Regions from separate parts of the Canis lupus genome. Here region 2 is linked to region 1. Evidence: chromatin contacts called from public Hi-C data. All regions are on one chromosome and are shown on one strand. Each heading gives the region's core, a stretch centred on a gene start, on an enhancer-like site or on the middle of the called end of the contact. The rest is flanking DNA. Distances are from core to core; before and after follow the strand shown.

Region 1 (7,643 bases), core at 2,085-4,584:
TTTTTTTAAGATTTTATTTATTAATTCATGACAGATGCAGAGACACAGGCAGAGGGAATAGCAGGCTCCATGCAGGGAGCCTGACATGAGACTCGATTTGGGGTCTCCAGGATCACGCCCTGAGCTGAAGGTGGCACTAAACCGCTGAGCCACCCGGGCTGCCCTGAGGTGGTGGATTTCGAGGGACAAATGGCAATGTAAAAGTCAGACAACAGGTGACTTCAATCTCAAAACAAAATGTGCACGAGCAGGAAACCTCAAACAGTTGGGCAGATTTTAAATAGTTTGTTATGGCTAGAAGCTCAGATTTGAGGAAAGGGCAAAGAAAATTTCTGAGAAGGGGAAGCAGCTGAATCATGAAGAATTTGGGATGCATCTAAGAGTCTGAAGTTGATCCTCTAGGTATCGTAGAGCATTTTAATTTTAGAAAGATCACTCTGGCAGAATGGAGAACAGAAGAAAAAGAGCTGAGGGTGGTGGCAAAGAGACCACTTAGGAAGCTACTGCATGACTCTGGAAGCCAGTGGGGAAGAAGCTAGACTCAACACTCAGCAGAACCAGGTGCATGGGGCAGGGATTGAGGAAGCACAGAAGACAGGTTTGGAAGAAAATAAGATGAACTTAGTATGAGGTCGTTAAGTTTCAGGCACCTGTAAGACTTAAGGTAAGGAATTGGTGAATTACACATGCTTCAAGATAGCACCTCTCTGAAGACACCCACACATACCCAGGTAGAGTAATGCCCTCTCTAGCTCTTCAGACAAATCTCTATTATGGCCATTTTGCCCTTTCCCCTACAGCATTTGCAATCCTCCCTCTCTGCTGAATTTTCTCTGTGTAGTTTATCACCTCCTAAAAATGTTGTATTACCTGTTTAATGTCTGATCCTCCCTCTCACTATAATGTAAATAGGGCAGGGAATTTTGCCTATGGTTTTTTTTTTAAAGATTTTATTTATTTATCCATAGAGACACAGAGAGAGAGAGAGAGAGAGAGAGGCAGAGGAAGAAGCAGGCTCCATGCAGGGAGCCCAACATGGGACTCGATCCAGGGTCCCCAGGATCAAACCCCGGGCTGCAGGCGGCGCTAAACCACTGCGCCACAGGGGCTGCCCTTGTCTATGGTTTAAAATCCACACAATCCCAAATACCATTTAAACATTGCTCTTTTCTCTTTCTCTAGTTAATTTTTCTTTAGGTATTTTATTATGACGGAAGAACAAAAAAGTGTATCATAACTCCCTATCATTTAAAGAATAATTTTTTACTGCCCGCCCCCCCAACTAAAAGGGCGAAAGGGAACCTAGTTACATGTAGCTTGTCCTGGCTTTACTCATATTCCCCAAATATAAGTCACTGAGCTATATTTTCCTATTCTTTACCTACCATGGTCTTTGGCCTTTTTGCTTCCTTTTCTAGTTTGGATGTCACCCCATTACTTAAACCTCAAAATTCTAAAACCTGTTTTCCACAAGATCTAATTCTTCTTACAGGGACCATCCAGCAAAACATAAAGACTTTTCCAATCACCATGACATTCAGACTATGCAGAATAAGATCAAGGAAAATGAAAAACAGAGATTCAGAGAGGAAAATAGCAACTTGCATCTTCATTACCATATTTTAAGGAGTTAAAAGCACTAGTGTCCAAGATAACAAGACATCTGCCCTCATTAGGAGAGGGAAATGCAGTGATATCTGGCAGAGGGTAAGTTCTCAAGAGAGCTAGCTGTCAGGGACACCCAGGGCATGATCCTGGAGTCCCACATCCGGTTCCCTGCGTGCAGCCTGCTTCTCCCTCTGGTTGTTTCTCCCTCTCTGTGTGTGTCTCTTATGAATAAATAAAATCTTTTTTTTTTTTTTTAGTAAAAGGTGAAAGATTTATTCAATCTGAAGAGAAGCCAGAGTATAATAAATAAAATCTTTTTAAAAAGCTGTTAGCAATGATAATAGTTTACATTGGCTATGCTTCATTGTGATCCTAAGACTGTTGGTTCCTCCTGATAGGAAAGAGGGTGCTGGATTGAGAACTAGCATCAACATGGGCTCTTGTTGAAATTCTGGATCTCCTTGATAACACTTGTAATTACCCTACCCTTCCATAGGGTGCCAAGACCCATTTACATTCTACATGTGCTGATCCAATCTGATCCCCATAGACATCTAATTATGTACCAGAATCATCTTGATACCACAACTGGAGAGTTAGAATCTGGTAAATTTTGCAATGATTACTTTCTGGATCACTCCATCATCTTTCTCTTATGTTAACAATAGTTTTATCTAATAACTCTTGTAGGAAAGCCTATTTTGACTGTTCTATTGCATTTACCCCCTTTGGTTGAGAGGTGAGGTACTTTGTAAGAGAGGTAATGGTCAAAATTTTTATGCTGTACATCATTCTGTGAAAGAAGCTAGAAAATCCATTATGTTTCCCTGGAAATTAAATAACTGACAGCCAGGAAGACTGGAAAGCAAAGATCAAGTTAAATCTCCCAGCCCCATCTGTAGAGGTGAGATCAGTTGGAACTCCTTCTGGAAGTAAAAGAAGCTCAAGGTTCGCAGGTGGCTGGACGGGAGACTGGCAAACAATATATTCTGCTTAATAAGAAATCAAAGACGTTGCCGATGCCGGGGAGAAGGAAACCTGTTTCTCTGCTGAACTATAATCGCTATTAACAACTGATGACTTTCTAAATTTTGATTACTTCATTTACTTCTTCCTCCTAAGTAAAAGCCTGCTGTGAAAGCAGCAAACAAATGTACATATCGTGACCCCAATAGCTATTAGTCTCACTGATTTTGATGTTTCAGAAAACACACCTCCGCTGCGCAGATGGTTTTGTTTCATCCAGGGAGGAATACATGCGACGGCAGGAAGGTCAGTGCATAGTTACCCCTACCAATATCCCTCCGTTTTAGGTGGAATTAATTGATGTAGCTGCCTTCATACGGCCTTTGCTTTAAAACGAGTAAAAAGCATGGGACAGAGGGACGACAGGAGCCGACCAAAGTTTCGCAAAGCAAAACTGAAGTCATGTGAAGGATAGGGGGTGGCTGCTCCAGTGGCCCAGCACAGGTATCAAACAACTGCAAAAACCATCTGAAAAGTGCGATGGAGTCGCTGCTTCTGTGTTCCTCAGAGAGACGGTTGGCCTAGGACTCCGGGAGCACCGGCCGCTTCGCTTTCTCTTCTAACCCTCAGCCCTCCCGGAGAAGTGTTACTTTCTACTGACTTCATTAGCCAGAATATCTGACTTCCTTCCATCTGAGGAACTACTGAAATGCTTTGCTTTTCTGAAAAGTGAACTAAGTTGGGACAAAACTCGAACACTTCTCCACGCGGCCTAACAAAACGAACGCCCCCGGCTCGCCGCCTGAGCACCACCCGGGTCCTCGGCCACGCCCGGAGGCGGAAGGAGGGGCGGAAGGGGCGGGGACTCCATGCGACAGTTGCCGGCGCCGGAAGTTGGCTGCGACACGGGGACGAGCCGGAATCCGCTTCGAAGCTCAGAGTAGGAGGTTTCTCCGGGCTGCGTGGTCGGGGAAGTGGTTGGTTAGGATTTGGAGGTGGGTATTTGGATTTAAACTGGTAAGACCCTCAAGGTTAGAAAGGGTCAGTATGAGGTTAGAATTGGGAGGAGCTGGGGCTCGAGTGGGTGGTGTTAATCCTTTGTTCCGTTTCGTTCAGTTGAGCTGTTTGGCTTTTGAGAGTTTTTCTCCCTTTATTTTCGGTTCGCATAGCCCTTTGTTGAGGGATGTAATTGGCCTTCTGCTAAGTTTTGGAAATGTAGGACTTGCGTTACAATGGGGACGCAAGCTTTGCCGTCAGATTCCAGTGCCCCCTGCCTCGTCATAGCTGAAGAATCCTGCGCAGATTGACTTCTACAAGGCTGGGTTTCTTCATCTGTAAAGTAAGGGTAGTACTTCTAGGATTGTCGTAAAGGTGATAATGAAACAATATGTGTGAAATGTTGTTACTGTGTCCAGTTTGAGGCTAAGTGCACAAAACGTTGCGTTTTTGTTTCGTCCTTTAGCTCTACCCATTGGGTTTGAAAAAGCACAGGTTAGGAATTGGGACCTTTTTAGGTTTCCCTCGGAAAAATGGGAATTTTGGGAAAGTTGGATTTGTGAGGAGTCCCTTTGAGTTATTCAGTATTTGAGTCTGTGATTTCAGGGACTATCCATGGACACCCAGAAGGACGTTCAACCCCCAAAGCAGCAGCCAATGATATATATCTGCGGAGGTAAGAGTAGAACTAACGTAAAGTAGGAAGAGTTTTGAAATAATTACGCTTAACTTTGACTTCAGTGAGTAATCTTTAAAGTTATAAAGCAGAATACTAGCGACTGTAAAAAAAAAAAAAAAATTTCTATCACTAAGAGTTCATTTTCTCTCCAAGAAAAAATGCACTGCCCACAACTTTTTTCCTTTGCCCCTTAGTATATTGGTTGTTAAATAATAAAAGTTCAACTGAGTAAATTTTAAAGATGTGATAGGCTTTACTAATGGATTCATGAATCAGGCAGCATCCTGTCTAGGAAGTAGATGGGAGCTCCAAAGGGCTACAGAAAATTAAAGGTAGAGAGGAGTGGAAAAAAAATTATTAGCAAAGGATTCGTTGTTTCAGGTAAGGTCGCTGTTCTAAGGGGAAAGGAAAAGCAGTAAATTTTCTAATGCGGACAAGGACCATGTTAACTGGTCAGAGGTTACATTTCTGCAGGGTTGAAACTGCGGTTAGGTTATGTGTTAAGTCTTGGTCTACCGACGTGGCACCTTAACCTAAGTAAGGCCATTTGGAGCCTGTGGTTTTCTTCTTAACGTGGTCATAGCACCATACTCTTGGGATTGAGTACATTTTAGTGCTTTGGGTGAAAATATGGTTAGAAAAAAAAATTAAATAAAAAAAATATGGTTAGGATAATTTGCTTGTCTGTCATATTTTCCCTTTAGACATTGAATAAACATGCTTTCTTTTTTAGAATGTCACACAGAAAACGAAATAAAATCCAGGGATCCAATCAGATGCAGAGAATGTGGATATAGAATAATGTACAAGAAAAGGACTAAAAGATGTATCCTTTTACCTTGTTACATATGAAGGGGGTGGAAGTGAAGAATAATGCTCCAGTGCTTTGAACTACTTACCAAAAAGGGGGGGCATGATTAGGATTTTTCATAATCCTTTTATTTTTATTTTCATAATAAAAATTAATCCTGTGTAGAGGCATCTACTAAGTATCTAAATACTAGTTCTCATAAGTCCATTTTTCAGGATCTGTATTTAACTTATTTTACTTATACTCCTTCTTGAGTTTAAGGACAAACTAAATTATACAAGGAGAAATACAAATATTGTGAATGAATGCTACCTAATGGAAAAAGTGAGGCTTACAAATTAGCTAAAAGACTGAAAGTACATTGTTATGTGGTTATTAATATACAATTACAATATTTTTTAAACCAGTAAGTTATCTTGCTAACATTACTTTAGGGGTTTTTGGTGCATTGGTCTTTCATATCATGGAAAGGGGACTAGTAAAAATTGAAAAACATTTTTTTAAGTTCATTTCCAACTGCCATAGTAAATAGTTCATTCTTTTTTGCATTTTAGATTAAATAGCTATTGCAAAGAGAAAGTGACTTGGAAGTGTTAAATCCTTCGTACAATTTTTAAATATGCTTTTTGTCCTTAATTTCATTTTAATACAGTGGTGGTTTTTGATGCTCGATGAAACATGGAGTTCAGAGGATTATCTTCGTTTGTACCTGGATTTGCTGTTAATGTTGTATAGCCTTTGATTAGTGTATATATCTTTATGAATACAAATACACATGATTTCATTTTAAAATCCATCTTGTATTTAGGTATCAATAGTTTCTATAAAGAAAAGCTTTTTGTTCAATAATTGATAATAATTTACTTTTATTGTATATATAATCTGACACAGGGTGAAAAAGTGCTTCCTTAAACCACACTTTTAATCAAGGCTTAGAATCTTGTGGGGGCCTTGTTAAAAATGAAGTTTTCTAGGGCTCTTTGAAGATCTGATTAAGTAAGTTCCTTGGAAACTACTGTTTTACATCACCAAGTCTGTAAACTCTCCAGCATCATTTTGTTCTGTGTATACTAATGTACTTAGCATGAATGCATTATTTTGAGTTAAATTTTTCATTTTTCCTTGATATAGGCCTTCTGTATTTGTATACAATGCTTGACTATGTTTTTAAATATTGGCTGAGGGTGGGACGCCCAGGTGGCTCACCAAGTGAGCGTCTGTCTTTGGCTCAGGGCGTGATCCCGGAGTCCTGGGATTGAGTCCCAAATCAGGATCCCTGCATGGAACCTGCTTCTCCCTCTGCCTATGTCTTTGCCTCTCTTTTTGTGTCTCTCATGAATAAATAAATAAAATCTTAAGTACATTTTGGATGAGGGAAAAGAAACTTTAATGGTTGCATCTGTAAAGCAAAATCAGCCCTAAGTAAAGTACATGAAGCAGATTATTAAGGCAGGTGTAGTTTCTGGGATGTAATCAGAATTCTGGTAAAAAATTCTGCTTTCAGGATATTAAAAAAAAATTGGGACTGGTTTACATTGACCTGTGGATAAATGTTTAAAACTTTCACATTAATCTTAGGGATATGGAAACTAAGATACTCCCATTTGCTCCAGGATTCCATCATTCTGGGATGCCATCTGACATTCATTTCGAAGATTAGATATATTCTACCTTCACTAATAGCTATGTGCGTCTCTGAATATTCAAAAAATTGTGCCATTTTTTAAAACACCTGAATTTCTACTGCATCCTTGAATACCAAATTCTATATTTTTTTTATGTGCTATACAAAATGCTACCATGCTCAGATTTTTAAAGAGTGCTTCCTAAGTCCAGGTTCTCCTTTAGCCGTACCTTTCATAATTTTGTAATTCAGCTATATTCCTCCTTGACCTTGTCTTTTTTAGGCAGGAGAGTCCCAATAAATATGCTATGACGTCCCCTAAACAAACCCTAACACTTCAGATAATGTTGCTCTTTAACTGTTTTGATTTTATCATAGGTTTTTTTACTTATCTTTGGTTTAATTGAATATTATTTGGTTAACTAGACCATGGTTTAATGGAAATAGTATTACCACTGGAACTCAAGAGCAGCATTTCAAACAGTTACCTCTTTGTGTCCCTTTCATCTATAAAATGGAAGTAACTTTACCTCTTGCCCACTGGGACAGTTTTTTTAAAAAAGGTAAAATAGAAATAAATTGCTTTAAAAGATTGCTTTGGGGGTGCCTTGGTGGCACAGTTGGTTAAGCATCTGACTCTTGGTTTCAGCTCAGGTCATACTCTCAGGGTGGTGGGATTGAGGCCGAGTCAGGCTCTGCACCCAGTCTCGAGTCCGCTTGGGACTCTTTCACTCTCTCCCTCTGCCCCCTTCCTCCCCTCCATACACTCACTCTCTAAAAAATAAATCTTAAAGACAGTTTCAAATAGTGCTCTATAAATATCAGCAAATCTGAGCTTAAAGTTAACATATAACATGTCCTCTGCTTAAACTGCTTGCCAATAACTACGACATGCATATCCATGAGAAAAGCATGGAAATTGGTTCAGATTCAGCCCCTGCTGCTCAGTGACTAGCTCA
Region 2 (7,643 bases), core at 2,231-4,730, 350 kb after region 1:
AGCCAACAGACTCCATGCTAGCACAACTCAGTCTGACCTATGCACTTGACCTGGTGAGCCAGTGGGGCCAGGAGGAAAGACAGTTTGTCACCTTTTCAGAGCTCCCTGAACTGTGTTGTAAACTGCTCCTACATGAGAAATGAGATACTGAAGGCCCTATCCATTGCTACATCTTAGCTTCAGTTACTGATAGGAGCCCAAATGTCATTTGTTCCAACTCATGGGAAAGTTACTTTCACTTTCACATTACTGAACTGTGTGTTTAGTCTTCATTTCTCTTCTTGTTTTACTTTTCCCCAGCACTCCACTTGCCTGCCTTTCAAATGGCCTTTCTGGTCTTCTAATGTTGTCCAAGTTCCTAGCCTTACTTATCTTTCTCCTTTTCTGAAGTCCATTCTGTTTGTGACCTGCACTTAAAATTCTCAAACTTTTGTGTCCTTCCCTCATATTCAGCTCTTAACCACCTCTTGTCCCTGGTGCTGACAATACTGCAGGCTTCCTTGCACAAGGGAAGACAGAACAGTACATGCATGTGGGCACGTAGTACTTTCTGTTAATAGCCTCTCAATTGTAATCTGGAGCCATACGGGCCTATATAAAGTTCAAAGAAAGTGTATCAAAGCTCCGTACTTGAAAGCAAATAAATAGAAAGCTCACAGAGTTGTCATAAAAGATCCAAGGACTTAAAGTGACTTGCCCCTTAAAAAATTAAATTGTTAAGTACCTTTCACTCTCAGCTGTCTGCATGGTCTCCAGTTTTGAGTGAGCTCCTCTGTTAAATCCTTTCACCTCCTGTTCTTCCAAAGATTCTAGCAATCGGATGACATCTTTATTCACTCCTCTGCGCTTTGCCAGAACCAAGGGTGTAGCACCTTGATGGTTGCTAAAAAAGTTCATAAATATAAAGAGGTCATTATACACCTGGATTATATTGTTAGTACCCATTTGTGTAGATCTCAGTGATAAAGGCATGGGCTGAATTGACTCAAAGCCCAGAGCAGAACCAATGACTGAATTGGAACTTGAATTCTGAATTAACCTATTTTTTTCCTTATAGGGAAAAAGGAAAGAAAACACAGAGGCAAAAGAGTAAATAGCTGAGAATAAATAAAAGAAAAAGAGGGCAATTTCTTAAAAATTGGAAAATTCTAGATTCTAGATTCATTCTTATCTGACATTTACATTTTATGGCAATAGAGCATACATATTTTTAAGGATTAAAAATAAATAAAAGCCCAAAGCAACTAAATAAGCTACTTTGATTCACCTAGCTATTTAACACTAATAAGAGAAGATAGCCAAACAGCAGTGAGTCCCATAGCCAATTCCCACCACATCTATCCATTACATCTGCCGTCTTTTTCAGATTTAGGTATAGTATAGAACCAATAATCAAGGCAACATATAAGTGCAGTTTAAAGGTCAAGCTCAGTTTTAAAGATGGTCTGAAACCTTTTCCACTCTAGAGACAAGGTATCACTAAAACACTACTTCTTGAAACTACTCACTATAAAAAGGACTCTGAGACCCAGAGAGGTTACGAAGCTAGCATGGTATATTACATGATAGAAGACTAACAATTTGGAATCAGACAGAATGAGGTTCAAATTCCAGCTGTGTGGCCTCTTTGTTTAAACCCTTGTCTCAACTACTACATCTGTAAAATGAAGATAACACCAACCTCAAGAGCTATTCATTCTAAGGATTAAATGAGCGAATGTAAGTAAACACAGCACAGATTTTCAAAAAAATGTTAGTTCCTTTCCTCTTTTTCCCTTGTCTGACAATACATGATTAATTAGTAGCAGAACTTCACCACTGTCTTCATAGAAAAACTTGTGCTGCTTCAGCATAAATCTAGAAGTCAGCCTCTTGTTTCCTCACTCCTCTAATGAGATTACCTTGTCCTCCATTCCTTGTTGAACTTGTCACTGCAGCTGATCAATGAGAAAGCAGAATTGATCGACTCAGATTGGACCACTGGTTGACAAACTAATGTGAGGAAATGACTAGACTTCAGAAACCACAGAGAACTTACCAAATATCAATTTTGAGTCCATTGGAAACTAAGAATTGAATAGTATCCACGTGGCCACAGAGATGGAGAGCTGTGTTTCCTTGATAATCTGTGGCCAGAAGATCAGCACCAAATTTATGCAACAGCTGGCAGATGTCTACATTCCCTCTGGCTGCTGCGAGGTGAAGGCCTGTTCTGCCCCTGCTGTCACGAATATTTGGGTCAAAGCCGCTTTCCAAAAGCCGCTTGGAATAGTTAAAGTCTCCATCAATACAGGCTTGTAGCAAGGGCACATTAGTCTGAGACGAATCATTTACAAAAACGTAGGACATTATTCTGGTGAAGTGGATGGAATATGCCTGTAATGAAGCATAAGGTGAGTGAGATTTGGGAAAGCCAAACTAAATCACCACAATGAAGTCATTTAGAGAAGCACTATTTCTCTTCCTTCTTAGCCTCCTGCCTCTAATAAATTACCTCACCAAAAAGAAACAACAAAGTTATCAATTGTATTTTATTTCCCATTACAATGTCTTATTTTCTTCATATCTGCTTGATCAAAATTGCAATTAAATTACTATAAAGCTCTATTTTGCTTTTCATTATGTAAAAAGATTAAGAGAGATCGTTAATGGTAAGCAAGATATAATTGCTTAAGTTTAAGTTTACTGCATTATCAGAAGACATATAGAACATGATCCTTAAATTTCAAACACATGCTATTGCTGGTAGAGATTCTAACTCAAAACAAAGCATATTTTTCACATATTTGCCTTTCATTATATTTGAGATATTCTACATGGTCAAAAGTTAACTAAATCAGCATGAAAAAAACAATGAAATAACTTAATTCATATTCAATAAAGACCTGCTGAATGTTCTGTCTATAGCACAAACTTCCAATTTTCATAGAGAAAAGCTAAGAAAAGCAACAAACTGAATTTTAAAATTGGAAATACCATGAAATCAACTCAGACTGTCTTCTTTACAGTATTGATTCTATTCTGCTATTCTGTGATTATCTAAATATCAGATTTTGCCAAACCCCCATTGTCTAAAGCCGGAGACATGAAGAAAAACAGGTCTGTCTGGGAATACAGAGGCAGCACAAAGGCAGCAATCTGAAATGTGCCCACTCCAAATTTCATTTCTGAGTAACCTAGCTTCACCAGTGTCCATACCTCTTTCTCTGATTCCTCCCTGCCCCAGCAGTCTCTTGGTTTGTGTGTATGTCTCCCTGACACCCTCTTGGTCCATTTAAGGAAAAATTAAAGCCTGCAAAACAAACCTAAAAAACTGAAGAGAAAACAAACCAAAAGAAGAAAACACAAAAGCAGAGACCAATATGTTTATAGAGATGACTCCCTGACTCTACAGTTACAAAAGCTGAGTCACAGACAGGGTTGGCTTGTAATCTGTCAACAAAGCCTTTCTTTCTGGAACACTGATGGAACCGGATGTTAGACTAATCTATTCTTGTGTCTAACCTCAAGGGGATTCAGGAAAGCATGGCTATGGAGTTTGGTGAGATTCTTGGCCACCACTCCTTTTAGCCTGGTTTTCCCAGCAGAGCCACAGGCCCTCTAGAGGTGGGCTACTTTCCATGAGAGCTCTGCTGCCTCCAAGGGTTCTCTGTGCAAAGGAGAAACATTAACACACACTAGGCCTGTTCTAAGACCGGCATCGCACCCAGGGCACCAAATGACTTTTACTTAATCTTCCTAACAACTCTATGATAAGGGTTATTATACTGAATTTTAGTAAGGAGACACTGAAAGATGTCAAGCCAAGGAAATGGCATGGTCTTATTAGGTTAGTCTTTCAGAAAGATTACTCTGTCGGCAATAGGGAAAGGTTAGATTAGAGTGGGTCAAGGCTAGAGACTGGGAGATGGAGGTCACTGTTGAAATCCAGGCAAGAAATGATGACAGTCTGATCTAAAGCAGTGGCAGAGAGAAGGGAGTAAACTGGAGAGGGACAAAGAAGATAGAATTAGCGTAACTTAATGACATGCTGCATATAATGGGTGAGAAGGAGTTATTAAGGATAATTCCAAAATTGGGAAATCTGCTAATGATTAAGAATTACAGAGATCAAGATAAAAGACTTCAGATTATGACACTATATAATGCTTTTTAAAGAAATTAACCCATTGAGGAGAAATTACTCATTAAAATAGTTAAGAATTCTCTTTCGAGGGTAACCTCCCAATTTTCCCCTACAGTAGTCACAGAATTCAGTCATTTAAAAAAGGACAAAGTTATCAGAAGCATTTTAAAAAATAAAATGCCACATATCAAGTGCTTTTCAAGAGATAACATGTTTTGTTAAATTCTCTTAAGAATAGATAATGAAAAACAAGCTACTTGATAGTTTTGGTTCTAACACAGAAAGAATTCTTGTGGTTTGAGGATTTGGGATTCTTCTGAATGTTGGCTCAGTGGAAGAAAAAAACGCCTTTCTTGCTTATTTATTTTTTTAAGTGAGAATAAGTGTGGTGTATTTTGTGATTTTCATTGTGTCCTTGAGAAACTAACTTTACATTAAAATTTAATAAGGCCAATGATAGATAACATTTTTATCTTGATCACAGAACTGAATGTGCCATAAAACAAAGCATCTAAGCTTTCACATAGTGTGAGGAAGTTGAAAGTAGAAAAATACTCACGTAAGCGTGAAGATTAGATCTTTCTTTCCGTGGTCACCCAGCAGTTTCTCTGAATTCTTAAGTAGGTTCAACAGAATATCCAGAAATGTGATGGCAAGGATCTATAGTAAAAAGAAACTTGAGTTATAGCAAGGGTGCAACATGAAGAAAGTCTAGCTGTTCTATTAAAACATAGAGAAGCTGGTGGGGCCTGTGAATATTCTCCAGAAAATCTATGAGTAAGGCACCAATTTGTGAGGCTAGTAGTAACTGACAAATAATGAGGCAGTGAAAAGGGAGAACAGAACTAAGGAGTGGTTCTGTTATCCACAAACAAGAAAGCATGGTCAGAAAGACAAAAGAAAAAGAATCAAATTATGTGCCATCAGTAGAAGACAAACTGGACTCTGAAAATAGATTCTAAATGACTGGGATTCAGAATGCATACTTTTCACATTATAAATGGTGGCTAGGTCTCAGAGTAGCCCACAAAAGCATTTTTAGAATTAAAATGCTATCTGCATGGGAGGAAAAGTAAAAACAACCAATATTTATATTTAAACCAAGCAGGATACATTTAAGGAAAAGTATTTCTAATCCATCTTGAATGCTAGAACTTAAATCTCCTTATGAGACTGTTCTTCTGCCCCTTTTGCTCTTCAATGTGAAAGAAAAATCAGCTCAAGTCTATTTGCCATCTTTTCCACATGCCAGTCTTGCTCCTCCTGAAACGTGCTGCTGCCCCACCTTTATGCTCTTGCTGGGACCCCTTCAAAACTCCCCTCTGCACTCAGAGACACCTCAAGGACCTTGTCTGCCCCACCATACTCTTCTTGTGAGGAATCATGGAAGTAGGGTCATGCACAGGCAGCAGGGGACCACCAAAAAAATCAGTATTAATTCATAAAACAGTTACTATGTGCTCAAAATGTGACAGATACTATGTGAAGTGGTAGGATATAAAGATTACAACCTGAATTTGTAGCTCAGGATGAGATTTAGGTTAAACTTTTACTGGTCATTCATGCTCAATATTATCAAATCCCTTTTTAAAAAACCTTGTATGGGAAATAATGTTATTTTATGAGGCTCCATTTAAATATGTAAGTCAAGTTGAATCATAAGGGTTATCAGTGCTAAACTGGAAGATGAGGGCTGACAAATTATATGTACCAATTTAGACACACTTCAAATTACTGAGCCACTTAATCCATTTCCTTGCATAAATATTCTTAGTTCACCCAAAGCATAGTACCTTTATACTGACCACTTGGGGTTGAATCTCCATAACTAAGGCCTACCTCTGATATATGATTTTCAATCTTAAAATGGTGCAAGTGTTACTCTGAAGAGAGTACAGTTCACATTATGAAAAGGACAAGCTTTGCTTCTCATTTGGAGATAGAATTATAGATTACATAGTTACCTTTTCAAATGACCTGTTAAATTCGTAAGATAGTTCCTCAACTGATGGTTCCCAGAAGGTCAGTTGTTGGGGGAATGGATTACACAGGTGATGAGGATTAAGGAGTGCACTTGTGATAAGCACTGGGTGTTGGATGGAATTGCTGAATCACTATAGTGTACACCTGAAATTAGTATTATACTGTATGTTAACTAACTGGAATTTAAATAAAAACTTAAAAAAATTCACAAGAAATATAATGCTTCTGCCATTCTCTTTTGAATCTTTTTTTTTTTTAATTAATTAATTTATTTATGATAGTCACAGAGAGAGAGAGAGAGAGAGAGGCAGAGACACAGGCAGAGGGAGAAGCAGGCTCCATGCACCGGGAGCCCGACGTGGGACTCAATCCCGGGTCTCCAGGATTGTGCCCTGGGCCAAAGGCAGGCGCTAAACCACTGCGCCACCCAGGGATCCCTGCCATTCTCTTTTGATGACAAGCCCCATATGAAAGTACATTTGATCAAATTACAGATTTATTTATGTGATTTCAAACTTAATATTATACAAATGCATTAGACCTAATTATACTTGAAACCTGCCAAGAAAGCGTCTAAAGACCCAAATTAGAACTTAATCACTAGAAATCTATTAATAGCTTCTCAAGAAGTTATGAAAGTAACTCAGAACACATAAGTATGGTTCAAGGGGTGAAGAAGACTAAAGATTTTTTAATTAAACTTTTTGAGATAATTGGAGATTCACATGAAGTTGAAAGAAATAGTACAAAGAGATCCTGTGTACTTTTACCCAGTTTCCCCTGATGTTAATATCTTACAAAACTAGAGTATCACAACTAGGATACTGACATTGATTGTCAAGATACAGAACATTTCCATCACCACAAAGCTCTCTCATATTGCCCTTTTACAGCCACACCTACTTCCCTCCCACCTCCACCCCACTTCATCTCCTGGAAACCACTAATCCTGTCTTCCATTTCTAGACCTGTCATTTCAAGAATGTTATATAAATGGAACCATACAGTATGCAGCCTTTTGGGGTTGGTTTTCTTTTTTTCACTCAACGTAATTCTCTGAAGATTCAGGTTGTTATGTATATCAATAGTATGACTCTTTTCTATTGCTGAGTAGTATTGTATGGTATGGGTCTACCACAGCTTGTTAAGCCATTCACCTTTTGAAGGACATCTGGTTGTCTCCAGTTTGGGGGTGTTATGTTAAAGCTTCTAAAACATTCTGGTACATATTTTTAAGTGAACAAACATCTTCATTTCTCTAGGACAAATGGCCAGGAGTGCAACTGCTGGTATGGAGGCTTAAAGATTTGGACTAAAAGACAGTCAAGTCTGAAGATGCCTAATGTTTCCATTAAAAAAAAAAAAAATAAGATCTTCCTTGGGATCACCTGTCTGGGTGGCTCAGGCAATCAGGACAGTGAGAAGTTATTTACAGAAGAGTTTGTTGGACCATGCATTAATAAGGGCCCCGAGCATTTACCAAAGGTACTGTGTAGTAAGAACCATTCCACAAGCAGAGTTATAAACACTAATG

Evidence for each region. A called contact is a pair of places that touch in the nucleus more often than the background predicts.
Region 2: a contact with region 1 is called in a Hi-C map of liver, with 2.9 times the contacts expected there. The contact joins the enhancer-like site here to the promoter of FBXO43 in region 1. A contact is called at or near these places in 6 of 9 Hi-C or Micro-C datasets (amygdala, blood, liver and 1 more).

Annotation. Positions count from the first base shown.
Region 1 is chr13:2,164,443-2,172,085 of UU_Cfam_GSD_1.0, forward strand. FBXO43 (F-box only protein 43) reads right to left here and starts at 3,335. Exons shown (of 6, transcript XM_038555193.1): 1 at 2,823-3,335. It overlaps POLR2K (DNA-directed RNA polymerases I, II, and III subunit RPABC4), which reads left to right and starts at 3,417. Exons shown (of 4, transcript XM_038555194.1): 1 at 3,417-3,569; 2 at 4,177-4,246; 3 at 4,983-5,075; 4 at 5,713-6,186. The coding sequence starts at 4,186. The coding sequence ends at 5,735.
Region 2 is chr13:2,515,966-2,523,608 of UU_Cfam_GSD_1.0, forward strand. ANKRD46 (ankyrin repeat domain-containing protein 46) reads right to left here. Exons shown (of 5, transcript XM_038555201.1): 2 at 4,686-4,786; 3 at 2,039-2,376; 4 at 725-883. The coding sequence starts at 2,349. It overlaps LOC119874426 (a long non-coding RNA gene), which reads left to right. Exons shown (of 2, transcript XR_005368437.1): 2 at 7,372-7,643. Among named protein-coding and RNA genes, the nearest start is that of ANKRD46, 22 kb to the right of the region's middle. Within about 2 kb of position 3,481, at least 3 of the 20 cell types and tissues checked have an H3K27ac peak or open chromatin away from gene starts, as enhancers often do. A contact at or near this core is called in liver, where this site is marked.